Regions from separate parts of the Macaca mulatta genome. Here regions 1 and 3 are each linked to region 2. The links are chromatin contacts, called in public Hi-C maps. All regions are on one chromosome and are shown on one strand. Each heading gives the region's core, a stretch centred on a gene start, on an enhancer-like site or on the middle of the called end of the contact. The rest is flanking DNA. Distances are from core to core; before and after follow the strand shown. Region 1 holds the start of TOPORS (TOP1 binding arginine/serine rich protein, E3 ubiquitin ligase). Region 2 holds the start of ACO1 (aconitase 1). Region 3 holds the start of NDUFB6 (NADH:ubiquinone oxidoreductase subunit B6).

Evidence for each region. Hi-C and Micro-C count contacts between places; a contact is called where the count stands out from the background.
Region 1: a contact with region 2 is called in a Hi-C map of cortical neurons, with 7 times the contacts expected there. The contact joins the promoter of TOPORS here to the promoter of ACO1 in region 2. A contact is called at or near these places in 2 of 14 Hi-C or Micro-C datasets (cortical neurons and fetal cortex germinal zone).
Region 3: a contact with region 2 is called in a Hi-C map of liver, with 5 times the contacts expected there. The contact joins the promoter of NDUFB6 here to the promoter of ACO1 in region 2. A contact is called at or near these places in 9 of 14 Hi-C or Micro-C datasets (CD4 T cells, blood, cortical neurons and 5 more).

Annotation. Positions count from the first base shown.
Region 1 is chr15:66,822,584-66,825,283 of T2T-MMU8v2.0, reverse strand. It overlaps TOPORS (TOP1 binding arginine/serine rich protein, E3 ubiquitin ligase), which reads right to left and starts at 1,437. Exons shown (of 3, transcript NM_001266141.1): 1 at 1,268-1,437. The coding sequence starts at 1,270. It overlaps TZMP1 (transition zone microprotein 1), which reads left to right and starts at 1,161. Exons shown (of 3, transcript XM_028835113.2): 1 at 1,161-1,313; 2 at 1,631-1,801; 3 at 1,925-2,143. The coding sequence starts at 1,269. The coding sequence ends at 1,753.
Region 2 is chr15:66,995,064-66,997,763 of T2T-MMU8v2.0, reverse strand. It overlaps ACO1 (aconitase 1), which reads left to right and starts at 1,278. Exons shown (of 21, transcript NM_001257865.1): 1 at 1,278-1,373.
Region 3 is chr15:66,801,840-66,804,539 of T2T-MMU8v2.0, reverse strand. It overlaps NDUFB6 (NADH:ubiquinone oxidoreductase subunit B6), which reads right to left and starts at 1,444. Exons shown (of 4, transcript NM_001260997.1): 1 at 1,152-1,444. The coding sequence starts at 1,331.

The DNA.
Region 1 (2,700 bases), core at 188-2,687, 170 kb after region 2:
GGATGAGGGCAGTGCGACCCTCCCCATCTTGTTACTGGTACTCAGCCGCTGGGGACACTGACTGAATGTTCGCCCCTAACTTACCCGGAAAACACGACAACTAGTTCGATGTCGTTTCAACCTCACCAAACTCTGCGGGAACTTACGAAATTGTCTCTAGTGTCTAGATAAGGGAACTGTTACACGGAGTTGAAGTCCCGGAAGCAACACCGGGAGTCCAACGGGATCCAAAACCAGAGCCCAACCAGTATCCTATAAAATCTTCAGAGAGGGATCCCCTCCAGGCTGGGGAGAAACAGGACAACCTAACAAAACAGGGCCTGGACTCTTCCCTAAACAGACCACGTTTTTCTCCGCTCTTCCCCTTCCCACTCCCTGAAATCTAGACTAAAACTCTTTTAAGATAACTGCGAGGTATAAAGAACGTCTAGAGCCTAAAGCGGCCCGTTGCCAGATTCTACTCCTCAGGCCTCAAATGTGAGCGTCCCAAACATTCTAGAGCTGAACCTGGTACGCTTGCCAGCCAAACTGCCGTGCTCGGGGCTCAGTATCTCATGCGCGGCCGTTCAAGAACCTCAGACACGCTCAGAAAACACTTGTTGCTTGACTGGTACATTATGGCGGGTAACGCATCCCACATATTTCTTCTTAGAGATATACATCATGCTATACATTTGTGAAGAACGGCTCGATTTACAGGGGTTCCCACAACGATCTGTCACATACAAAAGAGTGGGTGGTATTTTTACGTCAAAGATGAACAGGCGAACGTTCATCTAAATCGTGTGGTATCAGATGCGGAGAGGCGTAGGGAAGCCGGGGGAGAAAGCATTAATTCTTCCAGCTTTAGACCCCGACGTAATATTTAAAACGTGGATTGTTTTTCAAATAAACTTTTCAATGGACACGACAGCACCTCATCCTGCGTTAATACTGCATTGCAACTATAAAGAAAACCTGTGGAGGTACGCCCATCTCCTATCTCTCTAGTTGGCAAAAAAAGGAAAAAAAAAAAAAGGCAATTTTTAACATTTTCTCGTTTATTCCCCTCTAAAAGGCGGGCAAGGCCCCCGATCACGTGATCCCGCCCCCCCCCCCCCACCAACTCCGGGCGGAAGAGGCCGGCAACACCTCTGCACGAAGCGAGTGGGCGGCCGCTCGTGCCCGGCTAAAAGATGGCTGCTGCCGCCGGGCAGCCACCGCCTGGGAGGTTACTGTAAGGCCCGCAACTCCCGCCAGCTCCCGCGAACCGCTGCCGCCTCCTTACCATGAAGCCAGTGAGTCGTCGCACGCTGGACTGGATTTATTCTGTGGTAAGTCCCGGGGCTCGCGGGCCCCCACCGTGTCGACTCACTGGGCCTGCAGGCAGAAAGGCTCTACTTCTTCAGCACCCAGAAACTCCAAAATCCATTCCTGAATTAAGCATTTCACTCCCTCACCTCGACTCCGCCTCTTCCTGGAGGATACGATCTTCCGCTTCTTACGTAAGGGCAGCTGGGTGTACCCGCCACTGGAACCCCATTTATTCGACTTTGTTACTTTAATTCCCACCTTAGCAATGGCACACGGTAACCTGACGGCGGGGGGAAATACCAGGCACATTTCACACCTCTTTTGGTTTTTGGTTTAGTTGCTGCTTGTCATCGTTTTAATCTCCTGGGGCTGCATCATCTATGCTTCAATGGTGTCTGCAAGACGACAGCTAAGGAAGAAATACCCAGACAAAATCTTTGGGACGAATGAAAATTTGTAACTCCTCTGGATTTACTTCTCTGAAAATAGTTCTTTCCCTCATGCTTAGGTAGATTTAAAAGTAAAATTCATAATGCAAAGTTCCCAAGTTTATTTTTGCATTATCCTTTATAACAAGCACTAGTATGCAAATTTGCAGAAATATCAGGCACATTTCACACCTCTTTTGCAGTTTTTGGTTTAGTTGCTGCTTGCCATCGTTTTAATCAACTGGGGCTGCATCATCTATGCTTTAATGGTGTCTGCAAGACGACAGCTAAGGAAGAAATACACAGACAAAATCTTTGGGACGAATGAAAATTTGTAACTCCTCTGTATTTAATTCTTTGAAAATACAGTTCTTTCCCTCATGCTTATGTAGATTTAAAAATAAAATTCATAATGCAAAGTTCCCAAGTTTATTTTTGCATTATCTTTTGTAACAAGCACTAATATGCAAATTTTTAACTTAGAAATTTTAGTATTTTACATTCTCATGACAAAACAGCAAATAAGCTTTTCAATGAAGTTTCTAAATTCTTTAAAAATGACTCGGAAAGATTCCTTATTTTTGGGGGGGGGTGGGTAGGGACAGTGTCTTGCTCTGTCGCCCAGGCTGGAGTGCAGTCAGTGGCTCTATCTCAGCTCACTGCAAGCTCTGCCTTCTGGGTTCACACCATTCTCCTGCCTCAGCCTCCCGAGTAGCTGGGACTACAGGTGCCCGCCACCATGCCCGGCTAATTTTTTTGTATTTTTAGTAGAGACGGGGTTTCACTGTGTTTGCCAGGATGGTCTTGATCTCCTGACCTCGTGATCTGCCCGCCTTGGCCTCCCAAAGTGCTAGGATTACAGGCGTGAGCCACCATGCCCAGCCGGAAAGATTTCCTTAAAACAAAAGTGCATGGAATTTCTGTTCTTATATTTGTTTATTGCGAAAATTCACTGTTGCATACCCTGATACCAAATTAA
Region 2 (2,700 bases), core at 29-2,528:
ACCTTGCCCTACTCTCCCTACCTCCGAAGGAGAATGGAGCACGATTTTGCAGAGATTGTGGTGCACCTCTGCCATATGGTGGAGACTCAAAGAAAATTTAATTACTAATGTGAATGGAAAGGATTTAGGAAGTGGGTGGGAAGAAAGTCTCCTCTCATATTGGAAATACAGTTACTTCCTCTTTCAAAATAAATATAAGTATTTATATTTCAAAGTTAAATATAACTAGATGATAGATGTACCCTATAGTGCAGCATGACAGGGAAGGTGTAGGCTTTGGCGTCAAATCAACCTACGGACTGAGTCTCAGCTGTTGCACATTGCACACCTGCAAAGACGGGTAATATTCTTTACCTGTAGGGTGGTTGGAAGAGCTGAACTGAGTAACGTGGAAAGAGTCAATCACAGGGCTTTGTGCAGAGTAGAAGGGCAGTATAAGGTAGCAGGGGGCTATTAGTACTGGCTATTGTTTACTCATCCTATAAGCTGCTTATTCAGAAAACTACAGTAACTTTCCAAATAATTTGGGCGGGAAAAACTCACCACCTTTTATCTAGAAAGATCTAATCACTTCTTTGAACGCACATTCACCCAAAAGGGCAAAACTCCAACCAACATGAAAAGCAAGTCTTGTGAAAGTCCACCTGGTGCCATCTCCCAGCCATTTTTCTGACTTCAGATCGGGGAACATCGTGTATTAGAAAGTGTTGTGACATGTCCAAGGAAATCTACACATAGAACTTTTGCCACGGAAATGCTGAAGTCCTACTCTGACAGCGTGACTCCGATGCCCACTTGGCAGGCTTTGCGCAAAGAATTAAGGCGAGGTTGGAGAGGGTGGGTAGGGTGGGGAGGGACAAAGTGAGAAGGGAGGCGGACGAAGTGACCACACGTACATGAAACCTCTGCATGAAACCTCTGCAGTACATGAAACCTCTGCAGTTATGGCCAAATCATGTTTTTTAAATAATTCCATTTCTTCCCTACCCTTTGGTCACTTCCTAACGCCGGCTGGACGTTAGGAATGCTAAGCCCCAAAGTGAGCAAGACACCCTCGTCCCAGGACTCAGGCTGGCAGAAGCGGACCGGGCGGAGGGATCAGCTCTCCCACATCCTACGGAGGAGCCTTTCGCAACCCTCGACTCCTGCCCAGGGCGAAGTCCTCCAGGCCCGCGAGGGCGCCCGCAGGCTCCGCCCCTTCCTCGGCTTGCTGCCCGCCAGTCCCGCCCCTGCTCCGCCCATCGCGCGGCGGCCCGGGGGGCGAGAGGGGGCGGAGCGTGGAGGCGGCAGCTGAAACCGCGCAGCGGGCGGGGACGCGTCCCGCTCCTTGGGTCTGGTGCGCCGGTCGCGGGAGCCCCACCGTGCAGTCGGAGGTGAGTACCGACGTTGCCCGGCCCACGTCCCCAGGCGGGAGCGCCGTCCACGCTGTATCCTTCGGGAGTCGGTGCGGGCCTTTACCGAGGTGCCTGAGGCAGTGCGGCCCGGGGGACTCGGAGGCGAGCTTGTGGAGGCTGAGAGGAGAATCGGGGACGTGTTTCTGGCGACTGACGTCCCCCCAGTCCCCAGTCTATGCCATGCCGAAGAGAGGGACCAGGGATTGGAAATGGCTTTCCTAGACCCTCTTAGCCTTGGCTGTGCGTGCTGTCCTGAAAGTCCTTGTCTAGGGTGTGCGGCCGATCCTGGGAGTCCTAACCCCGAGGCCGTGAGGCCCGCACTGGGAGTCATCGCCCAGGCCCGGCTAGCTGGGTAGGGAAACGCTTGCTAAAGTTGTGCGGGCAGATCCGGGAATGCACTCCAAGGGGTAAAGGGAAAATGGGATGAGGGGGAAGAGACCCTTACGTGGGAGGCTTGAACACAGAGCCCACCCTGATAGATTCAGAGATCCAGAAAGGAGCTTGGGCTGCAGTTATGACCAAGTCATTTTTTTCCACGTTTAGCTAGCACATCGTAATGGCATCTTCCTTCTTGCAACACACACAATTCTCTTCCCTGGGGGACAACCTCTAGGACAGAAGTCCCCAAACTTTTTTGGGACTCAGTACCCCTTTACACTCTTAAAAATTAGTGTCTTAAGGAGCTTTTATGTGAGTTATATCTATCCATATTTATAATGTGTAAGACAGAAATTTCTACTATATTTAATAATTCATTTAAAAAGAATAATGAGCTAATTATATCTTAATATTGCCTATTTTTATGAAAAAGAACTATATTTTCCAAAACAGAAAATTATTGAGAAGAATGGCATTGTTTTACATTTTTGCAAATCTCTTTGATGTCAAGCATAATTGAAGACAGGTGGATTTCGATAGCTGCTTCTGCAGTCTGTTGCAGTATCGCATATCATGTAGCCTCTTGAGACCTCCATTGTATACTCCTGAAAATGCGTGAGTGAAAAAAAGCGAGTAACGTTTTATTACTATGAAAGTGGTTTTTGACCTTGGAGATCCCTAGGAGTTCTCTGCACCACACTTTGAGGATGCTTCAGAGGCTTCATTCATTGGGCCTGCTTCTTGTTTGTGATCCTTCCTCTGAATGGGAACACTCACCACCCCATGCCATGGACAGTGTTAACTTCTGGTATCTGGAACCAAGTTTGATCTCACTTTGGAAACCATGTACTAGGTCCCCTGTGAGGCTGTGATGAACCTTGCCAGCCTCCTGAAAAGTCAGCACAGTTTCACACATGCCTTTGGTTGT
Region 3 (2,700 bases), core at 195-2,694, 190 kb after region 2:
GGTAAGGTGAATTTCAACACATGATAATTTATTTACTTCCTTTTATCACTGGCTGATGGATGGGATGTCAACTTAAATCAGTGACTGCCAATATCCCGATAATGTCAGGGATACAAAGGGTGAGAGAAGAGTTGAATTTTACCACCATAAATAAGTATCCAATACCACTTTCTCAGAAAAAATTTTCAACAATTCTATTGCACTAGACTTTGTAGTACAGTAAGAAATAGGTACATGTTGATTTCAATATGAACTCCTTCAATTCCTAGCTCCCTGACCACCGGCAAATCACTGAATCTTTATAGGCCTCAGTTTCTTCACATTTAAAGTGAGGATTAGGAATATCTACCTTGCAGGAATAAAGAAATGAAGTAACATTTGTAAAACCCTCAGTAGAGTGCCAAGTACACAGCAAGCACCCAGGTGCTACTTAGTATTATTACTACTATTATCAGTAAGTGTTGTAGGTAACTGAAAGCAATTCTGAGATGTTTATCACCCATAACAGACCTCAAGAAAATACCCAGAGGCCTTGAAAATAAATTTCTTGAATGAGTGATTTTCTTCAAAGTCCAAAATGTCATTTTTTAACGAAACCCTGTGTTAAAAGTACAGAACGGTAGTTTAGAAAGGTAGCTCTTGAATGTGACTCACAAGGCATACCAACAGGACCCTGTCTTTTACGGGGATCACATGGGGCTGTACTACCAGCTAAGGGCTGGCTGTGCCCTCTGGTAGTTGGATACTGTGTTACTTGATCTCTAGAACGTCACACTTAAAAGTTAGACAAGTGTCCTCAAATACTTAAATCACAGAATTTTAATTCTAGCGAGTCCTTGGCTATTATTCTGAGGGAAGATTTCTACAGTCAAAAGAGAACCAAATGTGCAGCGTCCTGGAAAACCTAAGTATTAAAATTCGCCCCCGTCTCACTGTACTTGACAATAAAAGGCATGATTCTCTCAAAGCCATACATATTCCCGGACTCCTGCCTCCCGGGACTCCAGGAGCGCTCTCGGGACTGGCCAGTGTTTCCCAGCACGGAGCGGTTATCAGTCCTTGGTGTGGCTGCAGGGAGCGGACGTTCAGTGTCCGGGCTGCTGGCCGCGGTGGGGTGTGTTGAGGGGGGACCGGAGAGGTCTGTCACTCACCGTTCTCCTCCAAGGGGATTTATTCTCCAAAAACTTATTCCAGAATTTCTCCATAGGCCACATCTTCTGTGGGGGCAGCACCGGCTCCCGAGCGCTCAGCTCCTGGTCCTTCAGCCATCGCCTTCTCAGCTCTCGCAGCTGTTGCAGCCGCAGTTTCTCATCCGGAGTATACCCCGTCATGTCTCCGCTGGTACCAAGGCAAAAGGACACGACCCACCCTCGCACTAGGGACTAGTTACTTAAGCTCGCTCCCGCTCTGCAAAGCGACCTTGTGGGAACGCCGGGCGCCGCGCGCGGTTATTACGTCACATCCTGGTCCTGCCTCTGCAGGGGCCCCAGAGTCCTAAGTGTCCGGGCATGCGCAAAGCTCTCCACCTCCAATTCTCTCTCCGCCCACCGCCGCTATACCCGACCAGATTATTACCGGGTGGGGACGAGGAGTGCTCTTAGTTTTGAGGCCTGAGGAAAGTGACAGATTAGACGAAAGTATGCTAAATTAGAGGACTGGAGGTTTTGCTAAGGAAGAACTTGTATGCTGGGAGCAGGAAGGATACGCATAAGTGTTTCAGTGAATATGCTGTCCAGATACGAAATTATTTGCTTGTCTCTGCCACCTTGGAATGACCTAGAGAGTGTATGAAAATAGTTAACATCCAAGTTCAAATCCCAGCTGTGCCAGTAACTGCTGAAGTGCCCCAGGCAGCTGTCTCATCTGTCCCTCCATCTGTACAGAAATAGTGAAAAGAGTAGCTTAATATCTAGCAAAATCTTGCATGGATGCATTCATGCTTTCACCCAAAAATACGTGTGGTGAAAATATGAAAGGGCATGCACGACTATTCAGCATGATTCGTAATACCAAAATATTGGAAATTACCCCCAAATTCCTAAATAAAGGAATGCTTGAATAAATTATAGTACAACAGTCGAAAGACAGCGTTACAATGAATTAGTTTAAAAATCTTAATTGACTCTTATTTGTGATTCTAGACTCAGAAAACACCCCATTCTATAAAGTAGAATGAGTGTTCTGATCAGCTGAGCAGAGGCGGTTGGTTTTATTGGCAAATAGGGGCTGAAGAAAGCAGAAACAGAACAAAAAGCAGACTCGTCGTTTCAAAGTTATTTTTCTCTTAGAGTTAAAGCAGAAGGAACTTCCTTGTTTCACTGACTCAGGCTTAGGGGAATTTCCCATTTTTTGGAAAACTGGCCCATTTCAAAGTTCAGTTTGATTACGTTGTACTTAGCACAAACGACTCCATTCTGATTTGGTCTGGTCTGCTGGGGCCTAGTGCATGAGGCTAGTCCAAAACAGTGGCTTCCCAAAAACTTTCACACAACAAAGCAATGAAATGCTAATATAATTGAGAAAAGTAATGGGGAAGAACTCTATATACATCTGTGGTGTGATTTCCAGGATACATTATAAAGTGAAAAAAAAAAAATGGATGGGAATTTATACAGTATGCTTTTACCCAAAAAGAGAAAGATGGTGGTAATTTCAATATATATACATATTTTCTTAAAATTTCAAAATAATGGGAAAGAA